Regions from separate parts of the Bombyx mori genome. Here all the other regions are linked to region 2. Evidence: chromatin contacts called from public Hi-C data. All regions are on one chromosome and are shown on one strand. Each heading gives the region's core, a stretch centred on a gene start, on an enhancer-like site or on the middle of the called end of the contact. The rest is flanking DNA. Distances are from core to core; before and after follow the strand shown.

Region 1 (3,805 bases), core at 88-2,587, 130 kb before region 2:
TTTTTGTCATTAGCGGAAGTTTCATTAACTGATCATGTAAGTTCTTTTTTTGATGATTCGTTTGACAATGTTTTATTAAGTCAGACCTGGGCATTGTTCCTATATCAAATCAAAAAAATTTTATTTAACATAAATGAAAGTACATGCTTGTTGAACGTCAAAAAGAACTACCGCCAATTCACAAAAACTAGCCTCCGTCTTGATAAGAACTGGCAAGAAACTCAGCGGGCTTGTCTTTTTTCCTCTTTCTTATTTAAATATTAGATTTTTTTTTATATTCATTAATATATAAGCCGTGATAGGCACGATCCGAGCGATTGTGAGGGGACAGTAGAACCTATTCCCACATAGTGAGTTTCGTAATAAAATTACAATACAAAATACACATTGTCCACAGGGAGTGGTGTTTCTGAAAGTCCACGATTAGACCAGATGCATCAGCATCAATCGATGTACCCAAGCAATTTTAATAGGTGAGTAACCAAATTTTATATTTACATTGATAAGGTGAATTAATAGTTTTAGCCTTACAAGAAGCCAAACTAGTTTTTGCCAAATCAAACTAATAGGTAACAAATGTTTTATTAATAAGTTTAGAATTAAGTTAAGAATAGATTCATAGATTCTAGTACTCTACATTTACTATGATTCATTGTGGCGAAACTCCCAAGCTATTGCCATTTTCAAGTAATTCTGTTGGTACTAAGATTTTTCCATAAATAAATAGATAAATTTCGAACACCGGATTCATTAATTAATTTTAAATTGCTATTGCGACTAGGTTTTATACTTATTTTTTGTTATTGTAATAAAACACTAGTTATATTTTTTGGACCAGATCAACTCCTCCCGGGGGAGGGGGTGAAGGCTCATTTTCTCCCTTGTCGAGCGCGGCGTTCCGGCCACCAGAACATCCGCACACACCTCACACGCCTCACACTCCACATACACCTCTACATCATCAACCCGGTAAGTACAACTCTAAATACAGGGAAGTATTGGAAGGGACCGAAATAGCTACCTCAATGCATGTGTAATTGATATGTAATAATAATAAATGTTCTGAACTATAAAGTGCAGAAATCATAAAACAAATTTAAATAGCTTTAAATAACAAATATAAATTAATAGAGTAATTATTACAGGTTCACCGAGCGATTACAGCGGAACCGTCAAACCGAAATCACAAGACGTTGCCTCCAAGTCGTTATCGGGCTTAGAGTCTTTAGTAGACCAGATTCCGTCAATAGCGGAAGGACCGGGCGCGGCGGCGGGTGTGGCGGGCGCGGGAGGCGGCCCCCCCGGCGCGGTGGTGGGCTCGGGGGAACAACCCGCCCCAGCACCTGTCCCCTCGCTGCCTGAATACGCCCCTGCTCTGTACGGTCCCTATGGAGCGTACGGTAGTGCCGCTTACGGAAATAACGGGTATGTACTTTTGATGGATGACAAAGTATCAAATCAATAAATATAAAAATTCGTAAAATGGGGGAAAATAAAACAAAGCCGCTGGGCGTAACTTCTCGGGATTCTCCAAAAAGTCCACTGAAAAAATCTCAGTATATTACCACCATTTGACTGAAATTATATTTCATCCCATGTCATCTCATCTCATTTCATTTCATTTCACTCCATACTATCATTTTTCATAAGAATAAGAATAAAAAATTAAAATAAGATTTGACCTAAAGGTCTTAGTTACCAGGTCATAAAATCACTTAAAAATTACAAAACTAATCAGGATACGCTTTGATTCAGATACGGCGGTCCGTTCGTGGGATACGGCGGCGGGTGGGGCGCGGCGGTGATGCGTCCGGCGCCCGGATACCTGTCCGACTGGCAGTACCCGTACTCCGCGCCCGCCTACCCTTACAACGCGCCCTACTACGGCCCGCCGCCCGCCCACCATCAACAGGTACACACACTGCTGTCTTGAGGTCATGGCACACTGTACCGGCACAGCTGCGGCACGGCTCTGTATTGTATTTGTAAGATCACTACGAACGGTTGTTAGGCAGCAGCAAGCGCCCAGACACCCCGCTGTTGGCTTTTTAATACGCTTTTATTACCTTCAGATGTATGTATGTATGTATACTTGTAACGGAATCTTTGAACTTTGATCCCTTTCAAAACGTCAGATTAAATCAAAATTTGGTGTAGTTATTAAGGACCGATGATAATTCAATATTTTAAAAAAAATTGAAAAAATTGAAATTCAACTAAAAAATAGAAAGTAAATAATAGTTTAAAAAAACTAACAAAATAAGCTTTTATAGAAAATCCAACAAAAAAATTGAAAATAAATTTTAATAAATTTGAATTAAAAATAGTGTATGTAGTATATTTATAATGAGGTAAGTCATAAATTCAATATAAATAACTGTAAGTGAGAGTATCTTTAAAATAAATCAGTATTGAATCAACTTGCGTTTCACTACAGTGTAAGAAAAAATTATTTTATTGTAAAAAAAGCGTGGGGTGCTTGGTATCAGTAGTTATAAATATTTTATGCACAGATATGAATAGAAGGGTTATTTTGATGATACCTGAAAAGCGCTGCACGCTTTTTTACAATAAAATCATTTTTTCTTACACTATTTTGAATTCAAACTTATTAAAATTTTAATAGTAACGTTATGAAACATGTTATACGACATACGGTTTAAGGGTCAAATTCAAATGACAAGCTAATCGCTGCGCTGGATCGGTGCTGTTACCGTGCTTGCATAGTGTGCCATGTAGGAGTGGGTGATATAAATCGTATATAGATTCAATATCTATATATCGCAGCAATATCGTTGAATCCGATATCGCCCCGCACGACATCTATATATCGATATCAGCCGATACACGATATTGCTCGATGTGATGCGCATCGGCATATCGTACCGATTCGTGAATCGAAATCTATATTTCGATATCAGCCGATACACGATATTGCTCGATGTGACGCGCATCGGCATATCGTACCGATTCGTGAATCGAAATCTATATTTCGATATCAGCCGATACACGATATTGCTCGATGTGACGCGCATCGGCATATCGTACCGATTCGTGAATATCAGCAATATTCGTTTGGTTCGTATCGAATCGGCCAGAGTGAGTGAGCGCACGATAGGGATATCATGTGATGAATGAAACAGAAACAGGCATTATCCATACAATTTTAAACCTTATGTTTAAGTCCATATGTCTGTAGATTATTCTTAGCGTATCAGCAGGATACAATTAAGGAAAGAAGTTTCAACTTTCGACCCTAACTTGAATGCAGTATAGCCTATTTGCATCGTTGAATTTAATTTCACGCGCTTTGACCTTGAACTAGAATTTTTGGACAAGTGTTTATAAATACTTAAAAGTTTTTTGTGTTTGATTTTTAAAGTACACATTTTTCTATTTTTGTTGAATCCAAATAATTGAGTTTATTTCTTGTGTTTGTATTAAACTTTTGAAATCTACACTCTTTTGGTATATTTTGTAATTTTAAATTAAGACACAAAATACTAAAAACTGAAAATAATGTAGCCAGTCCTAAGCTGTTGTTTGTGAAGTGCTGTGTCCTGTGAAGGAAAGTTTTTTTGATATTTTTATTTTCATGTTCTTTTTATTACTTTAAGATCATATTATAAATTGATATCAGAAAACCAACCGTATAACGTTGACTTAAATCTATATCTACTACGATATTATATCAGCGTATCGTTTCAAATCTCAAATATCATGAATCGAGAAAATCTACTAGCATCCATCAATATATAGATTCAGAAAATATATAGATTCAATATCCGATATTGATCCTCGATAT
Region 2 (3,539 bases), core at 445-2,944:
AACCGCTCGATGGACATCATACCACATTCTAGTAGTTTGAGACGGGTAGGGACATATGAGGCCGTCAGCGCAAAAGTGGCCTAACTCACAATTCATATCCGTGCTTATGTATTGCAATTTATTTAAAACATAATAAATTTTGATGCAAAATCGGCCTATCTTTACTTTCATCCATAGATAATAAATAGCCTTTGTAAACACCATTTTAGCGCGTTTTTATTTTTTTGTCTACGAAGTATTGTAAAGGTAAATATATATAAATAAAAAGGTAAATATATTATAGGTGGGTGGCGCATTTACATTGTAGATGTCTATGGGCTCCAGTAACCACTAAACACCAGGTGGGCTGTGAGCTCGTCCATCCATCTAAGCAATAAAAAAAAAATTCAAGCCTCATTAGCTCCATACTAACTATGGTAATCTTAGGCCACTTTTGCGCTGACGGCCTCATATAGGGTATAGGGACCTTACTACCGAATTTTTAGTCTTGTAGAAGTCAAACTTATACGTAAGGCCCTGACATAATTGCACACAATTTCCGTACACGAGCGCGGATTACATACGTGATGGTGGTGGCCACGTGCACATTCCTCCTGCCCGGAGTGGGGAAGGCCCGCGCGTCTCCATACGCGACACGGCGCAGCAATGTCTCCACGTCCGCCACTCCGTCGCCCTCCACTGACACCGACTTCAGATCTGGAGGAAGACACAAGTCGTGCTCATGTCAACGGATATCACATGACGGACTGAGATGACACCCGTCAAGGCATAGCTAGGCTACCAGCGAATAGGTAGGGAAAATGTGACATCTTAACTCATACTACGTATTTAGAGTTGTTTTAACGCCGCACCAAATAAAAAATTCATTAGATGTTCTCTGCTGTAATTATATTTATTTTTTATTTTTTATTGCCTAGGTGTGTGGACAAACTCACAGCCCACCTGGTGTTAAGTGGTTACTGGAACCGATAGACATTTAAAACGTTCTAAGGTCTCAGTATAGTTACAACGGCTGCCCCACCCTTCAAACCGAAACGCATTACTGCTTCACGGCAGAAATAAATTAGTAATTGATGTAGAGTTAATTCTTATTAATTCCCTAGATATCCGGACGTGTTTATTCCATCGGTTACTAACAGGAGTATACCATAAGATGATAGAGCCGTACACTTTGATACATAGAATAGAAACCTGAATTGTATTAAAACACATAATTGCTATACGGCAGAAATATTTTGCGGGCTAGATCGCTATGCACCCTTATCGTAAAATTCTGGGACTCCTCAACAGAGCAAAGGCCACAACATGTATTTTTAAAAGCACAACTTTGGTCTCCAGTAAAGTACTACTCCCAACTCGGGATTAGGACTCTTAATCAATACCTCATTACATCCCATACATGAGCCATGTATATGTCGATAATTCCAACTCCACGAATCATTTGGATTATCTAACTCTATGGAATGACAACGGTTTCTCTCTGTGATTTGTGTATTTCATGGTGATTGCTCTAAAAAGTCGTCCATGATGATCTTACTAAGCATGAGATGATGGTTAAACAATAGGCAGTAGCTTGGTTGCTGGTGTTGTTGATGAGTGACAGTGTTACCAGGGCCAGATCGACTACCCTGCTGCATTAAAAGGGTGAGCTAGATGTTCGTATGCCTTTGACTGGTTTAAGCAATAATGCATTGATAGATGTGTGAGTAGTTGTTGATGTCAATGAGCATCAGTGCCTACTTACCAGGGCCAGATCGACTAACCCTGCTGCATTAAAAGGGAGAGCTTCATGTTCGTATGCCTTTGACGGGATTTAGCGATAATGTATTGATAGACTTGTGAGTAGTTACATAGGTCCGGTGCCAGACTGAGTCCCTCCCGGCAGCGAGCCAGACAGGAGAGCGCGTGTGAGGGCTGTGCGGCGCCACGCAGCACGCCCAGCCCCGCCAGCCAGCCGCGAAGGTGGTGCTTCATATCCTTCTCGGTGCCTGCACGAAACACAACAACAGTCACCCAAAAAGTGAAGTCGTCTTGGCCTAAACGATAAGACGTCCGGAGCATTCGTGTCGAGCGATGCACCTGTGTTTGAATCCCGCAGGCGGGTACAAATTTTTCTAATGAAATACGTAGTTAACAAATGTTCACGACTGACTTTCACGGTGAAGGAATAACATAGTGTAATAAAAAGTAATAAAAAGTACTATAGGCAGAAGCAGAGCAGTAAATAGGCAGAGCGGTGGTACCTACCCGTGCGGACTCACAAGAGGTCCTACCTACTTATCGAACTCACAGTCTATCTATGGTAGGAGGTTGCCAGAATCCATATCCATTGTTTTATTTATTACATTCTATAAAATAAAAAATAAAACGATGCGCGTGCAACTTGGTGCACGTGAATGAAGTGAAACTTCTTTTTTGATGTGCAGTATTGTGGTTTTATTCATTTTTCATCCTTAAATCAGATTGCTCTTGTAATAGGGAATGCTGTGTATAAAAGATGCGACATCTTCAACATTTATATGTTTTAAATTATAGATAGAAAAATAATTATATACATTTTTTTAAATACTTCACTAAAATATTGGACGCTACTGACGCTACAGGTATACTACGCGCGTGCGTTCGCGTGCCACGCATTCACTCTCACTCTGTCTCTTTCTATTCCATGGTAGCGTTAAACGTTTAACGCAAGATTGTTGGAAGTCGCATTAGAAGTTTCACTTCAACAATAGTTACGTACCTTGCCAACAAGCGCCGACGACGAGGGTGGTGTTGACACCGTGCGCGGGGTGCAGGGGCCAGTCGTCAATAACTTCGGGCCCTTTACCGTCGAGCGAGCGGTAAGGTTCGCCGTCAATAAACAAGTCCACGTTGGGGAAGCGGATGTTCAGAGCGTAGTGATGCCATTCGTTGTCGCAAACCTGGTGAAATGATCGGCGAGGGATTTATAATTGTCTTCTTCTACATTCGATTTTTTTCATCTCCTTCACTCTCTAAAATTATCGTACGATTACACAAAATTTTATCGAACGCGACTTGATTACGCGTGACGTCATTTGGGGCCAAACAAACAACAAGCTAACTTAACAGATAGTACTGATCTTAAAATGATTGATTTAGTTAGCTACTTGAAATACAAATTATTAATAATATTAAAACAGTATTTGGACATTTTAATTTAACTAAAAGTTAGCAGCGCACTTTGCTTAAAATGATATTAATATTAGTCAATATTACTATCTTGCCATGTTAAATGATTCTTTTTTATCTGTGTATGGATAAAATAAAATGTATTCTAAACTCAGTCACGCTCCACTGATACTATCGCTAGTTGTGACGAAAAATACCAATTTGTTGGAAGAACTCGCGCGCTACGTGTCGTGCTATGTGCTAGTCTGATATGCGAAGTTTCATCAGAATCTGTGCAGTAGTTTTTGAGTGAAAGAATAACAAACATCCATCCTCACAAATTTTCGCACTTATAATATAACTAGCTGTACCCGTCCGCTTCGCTGGGCATTTAAAATTAACATTATTAT
Region 3 (3,440 bases), core at 543-3,042, 210 kb after region 2:
TCTAATGAAATACGTACTCAACAAATGTTCACGATTGACTTCCACTGTGAAGGAATAACATCGTGTAATAAAAATGAAACCCGCAAAATTATAATTTGCGTAATTACTGGTGGTAGGACCTCTTGTGAGTCCGCGCGGGTGGGTACAATCAGCCTGCCTATTTCTGCCGTGAAGCAGTATTGCGTTTCGGTTTGAAGGGTGGGGCAGCCGACTTGAGACCTTAGAACTTATATCTCAAGGTGGGTGGCGCATTTAAGTTGTAGATGTCTATGGGCTCCAGTAACCACTTAACACCAGGTGGGCTGTGAGCTCGTCCACCTATCTAAGCAATAAATAAATAAAAATTAACTACCAAACAAAAACGAACCATTTACAAAGACCAATTAACCTACTGACTTAACATTAAATATTGATACCGAATAATGTTCTGTGCATAGCTTCGTGCATATCATCGATGAAGGACGAGCGGGAGGAGTCGCCGGACCGCGGGGAGGGCGCTCCGTTTTCAGGAGCCGAAAGTAAATTCCTGTGCCCGGACTGTATGAGGACCAAACGGCCCAGGCTGGACCGGATCTTGGGGCTACTGGTATGGTTCACGGGTCCAACTTAGATTCTATAAATTTTCACACTAGACTAGATGTGGGACAAAACACAAATACAGAATGTAAGAAATTACTGATTGACACTGATTTGTGAACCACGTTAACGGTGGTTTGTGATTAAAAAATGGGGTATCTTCTTCTTTTTTTTCACCTTATCCGGTAGGTGGGGTCGCCACAGCTAATTTTTCTCTTCCATTCTCTTCTATCAGCCATCAGCTCAACACACTCCTATCTCTCTCTCTCTCATATCGTCATTAACACATTCCATCCATGTTTTCTTCGGTCAACCTCTTCTTCCTTTAAAATAAAAAATGGGGTATATAATATAATAAAGTACATATTGCTACCCTGCCTTATGCCTATTTCTGCCTCAAAGCGGTTATGCGTTCCGGTTTGAAGGGTGAAACGGAAAATGCAACTGAGACCTAGACCTCCAAGCGCGTAAAAGCATTTTGGCGTCACTACTTAACACCAGGTTCACCTTTCCAGGCAACGATATGCTGTCAATGTTTATATTAATAAATGGCTGACCCGACAGACTTCCTAGTGCCTCAATCGACAAATAAAAGACCTAAACTTTTGTATAAAATAAACTTAAAACAAACAAAAGGAATCCGACCAAACAGGGGGGGGACACATCAAAGGGAAAACCAAATTGACATTTTTATTTAATTCCGAGCATTTCCATATTTATCTACCTATTAAACCTGCTCTGAACTTCCACAAATAATTCAAGACCAAAATTAGCCAAATCAGTCCAGCCGTACACGAGTTTTAGCGAGACTAATGAACAGCAATTCATATTTATATACATATATAGATTTACAATGCGTTGGCTGTTTTAGTATCATGATGTTATTGTAATAATTGTGTATTTTTAGCGTGCAAAAATTATTCACTCATCTGATCACTTAGTTAAAAGTAAACGTAATTATTTAAATGTAAGGGATAGGATTTCGTTCGACGCATTTCAGTCAACAATTATATTTTATAAGGGATAATTTGGTAAAGATGTTGAGTATGGACCAATTAGCACATTTCCGATGTACCTCCACTATTGTTAGGGATGTCGCCGTCTGGCCCTGGTTGCCGCGGCATGTGACGGTGGCGTGCTCTGTCCCCAGGTGTGGCTGCAGAAGCTGCCGGTCCGGCTGGCGGAGGGCGAGGCGCTGCAGTGCGTGACGGAGCGCGCCATGTCGTGGCAGGACAGCGCGCGGGCGCTGCTGGCCGCCCTGCCGCACCGCGCTGATATGGTACAGCCCTAACTACTCCTAGCTGCTATGCGGAGTAATACTATCCCTTCAGTAACCTGCTGCCCTACGCATAATTCGTAGGTTGTCTGTGGGACATATCGACAGCAAGTGTCCACATCTGTCAAACCACCACCCTGCCTATTTCTGCCGTGAAGCAATAATGCGTTTGAATGGTGGGGCAGCCGTTGTAACTACACTAAGACCTTAGCACTTATATCTCAAGGTGGTTAGCGCATTTACGTTGTAGATGTCTATGGGCTCCAGTAACCACTTAGCACCAGATCGGCTGTGCTCGTTCACCCATTTAAGCGATAAAAAAAACTAGAATTAAATGAACACTCATGTCTCAAGTTTGGCGACAGCATTCATCTCGTCTGGATATTTTTGGATTCGCACAACAATTTAATCCCAAGTGAGTCACCGCTGTACCCAGCTAGAGCAAAGAAAACTTACGAATGTTCACAGTGGCTCTTTTGTTGTTTAATTAAACGGCGTTAAAAAACGTCTTTACTGTTAGCATAAAAATAATGATTGAGAAGAATAATGAGAGAGAGAAAAAATTAACTCATGGCATATGATTTAACTCACAGACGAACAGAGAAAAGGCAGATAAACTGAATGCTGAGTTAAAGAAGGCAACAGGAAGAGCTCATGATCTCCATAACGCGCATAATCCAAGGTTAGTTATAATATTTATTGTATTCAATAATATTTATAAATTTTTGGATTAGCTACGAAGTATATATCTTTTATAATATAATTCTGTAGTTAATTATTTTATTAGGCTGTTCCTGATGAAATAATCAGCCATATAGGGCTCTTTTCGCCTTAAAACTTATGCAGACATGTGAGCTTTGAGCGCTCATAATCTTTTCATTCAGTGCAGATTAAGGAAATGGCGCCAAAGGTCTTCAATGATTGAGATGTCTACCAAATATTCTCTTAGCCTACTAAGATTTTCATAATTGCAACTAGTTAAATATGAATACCTTAAAATACAAAGTAAGTTACAAATATAATATATATCTATAAATGACTAATTAAATTGAAGACTTGAGATTCGGTGGCATAGTGCTCAATTAATGAAGAGGCTCATCTCTGCCTATGACGTCACAGTTTACAAACGGTTCATGTGAGAGATACAGAAGTGCTTCCACTACGCCCTCGTTTAGTTGTGGCCACGTCTTTTTACTTTTAATCAAGAGTTATATTAGTAGTGTATTTGTTTTTAATTTTTTTTCTGCAACAGACTCACGAGTGTACAGAATGAGACTTAAAGTGTTTTGTTGTTTCAGGTCGTCGGCCAGCGTGGAGCACGCGTACAGCGCCACGCCGCGGTCGCCCAGCGCGAGGATGGCGCCCGGCATGCTGCACAAGCTGGAGGAACTCATGCTCGAAGGCGACCTCTTGGAGGTTCGTTTTCATTCAACATTCATTCTTATTTTCAAGGCCGGAAGGTCGAATGTCTATATATTTTTGAAGTTATACTTCTTTAGGCGCGTTATGAAAAATTGATGAGAGTGAAATTTTATGATGCGCGCGCACCGTGACACAAAATTAACGATACGACCGACGTAACTTGGCG

The links. A called contact is a pair of places that touch in the nucleus more often than the background predicts.
Region 1: a Hi-C map of middle silk gland shows a contact between it and region 2, with 1.9 times the contacts expected there. The contact joins two enhancer-like sites. A contact is called at or near these places in 2 of 7 Hi-C or Micro-C datasets (middle silk gland and whole pupa).
Region 3: a Hi-C map of posterior silk gland shows a contact between it and region 2, with 2.0 times the contacts expected there. The contact joins two enhancer-like sites. A contact is called at or near these places in 2 of 7 Hi-C or Micro-C datasets (posterior silk gland and whole pupa).

What each region holds. Positions count from the first base shown.
Region 1 is chr27:7,194,989-7,198,793 of ASM3026992v2, forward strand. It overlaps LOC101735453 (trithorax group protein osa), which reads left to right. Exons shown (of 21, transcript XM_038021037.2): 17 at 398-473; 18 at 839-969; 19 at 1,146-1,425; 20 at 1,756-1,912. Among protein-coding and RNA genes, the nearest start is that of LOC134201546, 19 kb to the right of the region's middle. Within about 2 kb of position 1,338, at least 5 of the 8 cell types and tissues checked have open chromatin away from gene starts, as enhancers often do.
Region 2 is chr27:7,324,652-7,328,190 of ASM3026992v2, forward strand. LOC101743966 (calsyntenin-1) reads right to left here. Exons shown (of 20, transcript XM_004923444.5): 10 at 2,741-2,921; 11 at 1,851-1,988; 12 at 564-696. The region is part of intron 1 of LOC134201545 (a long non-coding RNA gene); the gene reads right to left. Among protein-coding and RNA genes, the nearest start is that of LOC101747109, 15 kb to the left of the region's middle. Within about 2 kb of position 1,695, at least 5 of the 8 cell types and tissues checked have open chromatin away from gene starts, as enhancers often do.
Region 3 is chr27:7,531,024-7,534,463 of ASM3026992v2, forward strand. LOC101746976 (lysine-specific demethylase 5) reads left to right here. Exons shown (of 31, transcript XM_012697767.4): 23 at 438-586; 24 at 1,727-1,855; 25 at 2,446-2,534; 26 at 3,151-3,268. All of the region lies in intron 1 of LOC134201545 (a long non-coding RNA gene), which reads right to left. Among protein-coding and RNA genes, the nearest start is that of LOC101746835, 13 kb to the right of the region's middle. Within about 2 kb of position 1,793, at least 3 of the 8 cell types and tissues checked have open chromatin away from gene starts, as enhancers often do.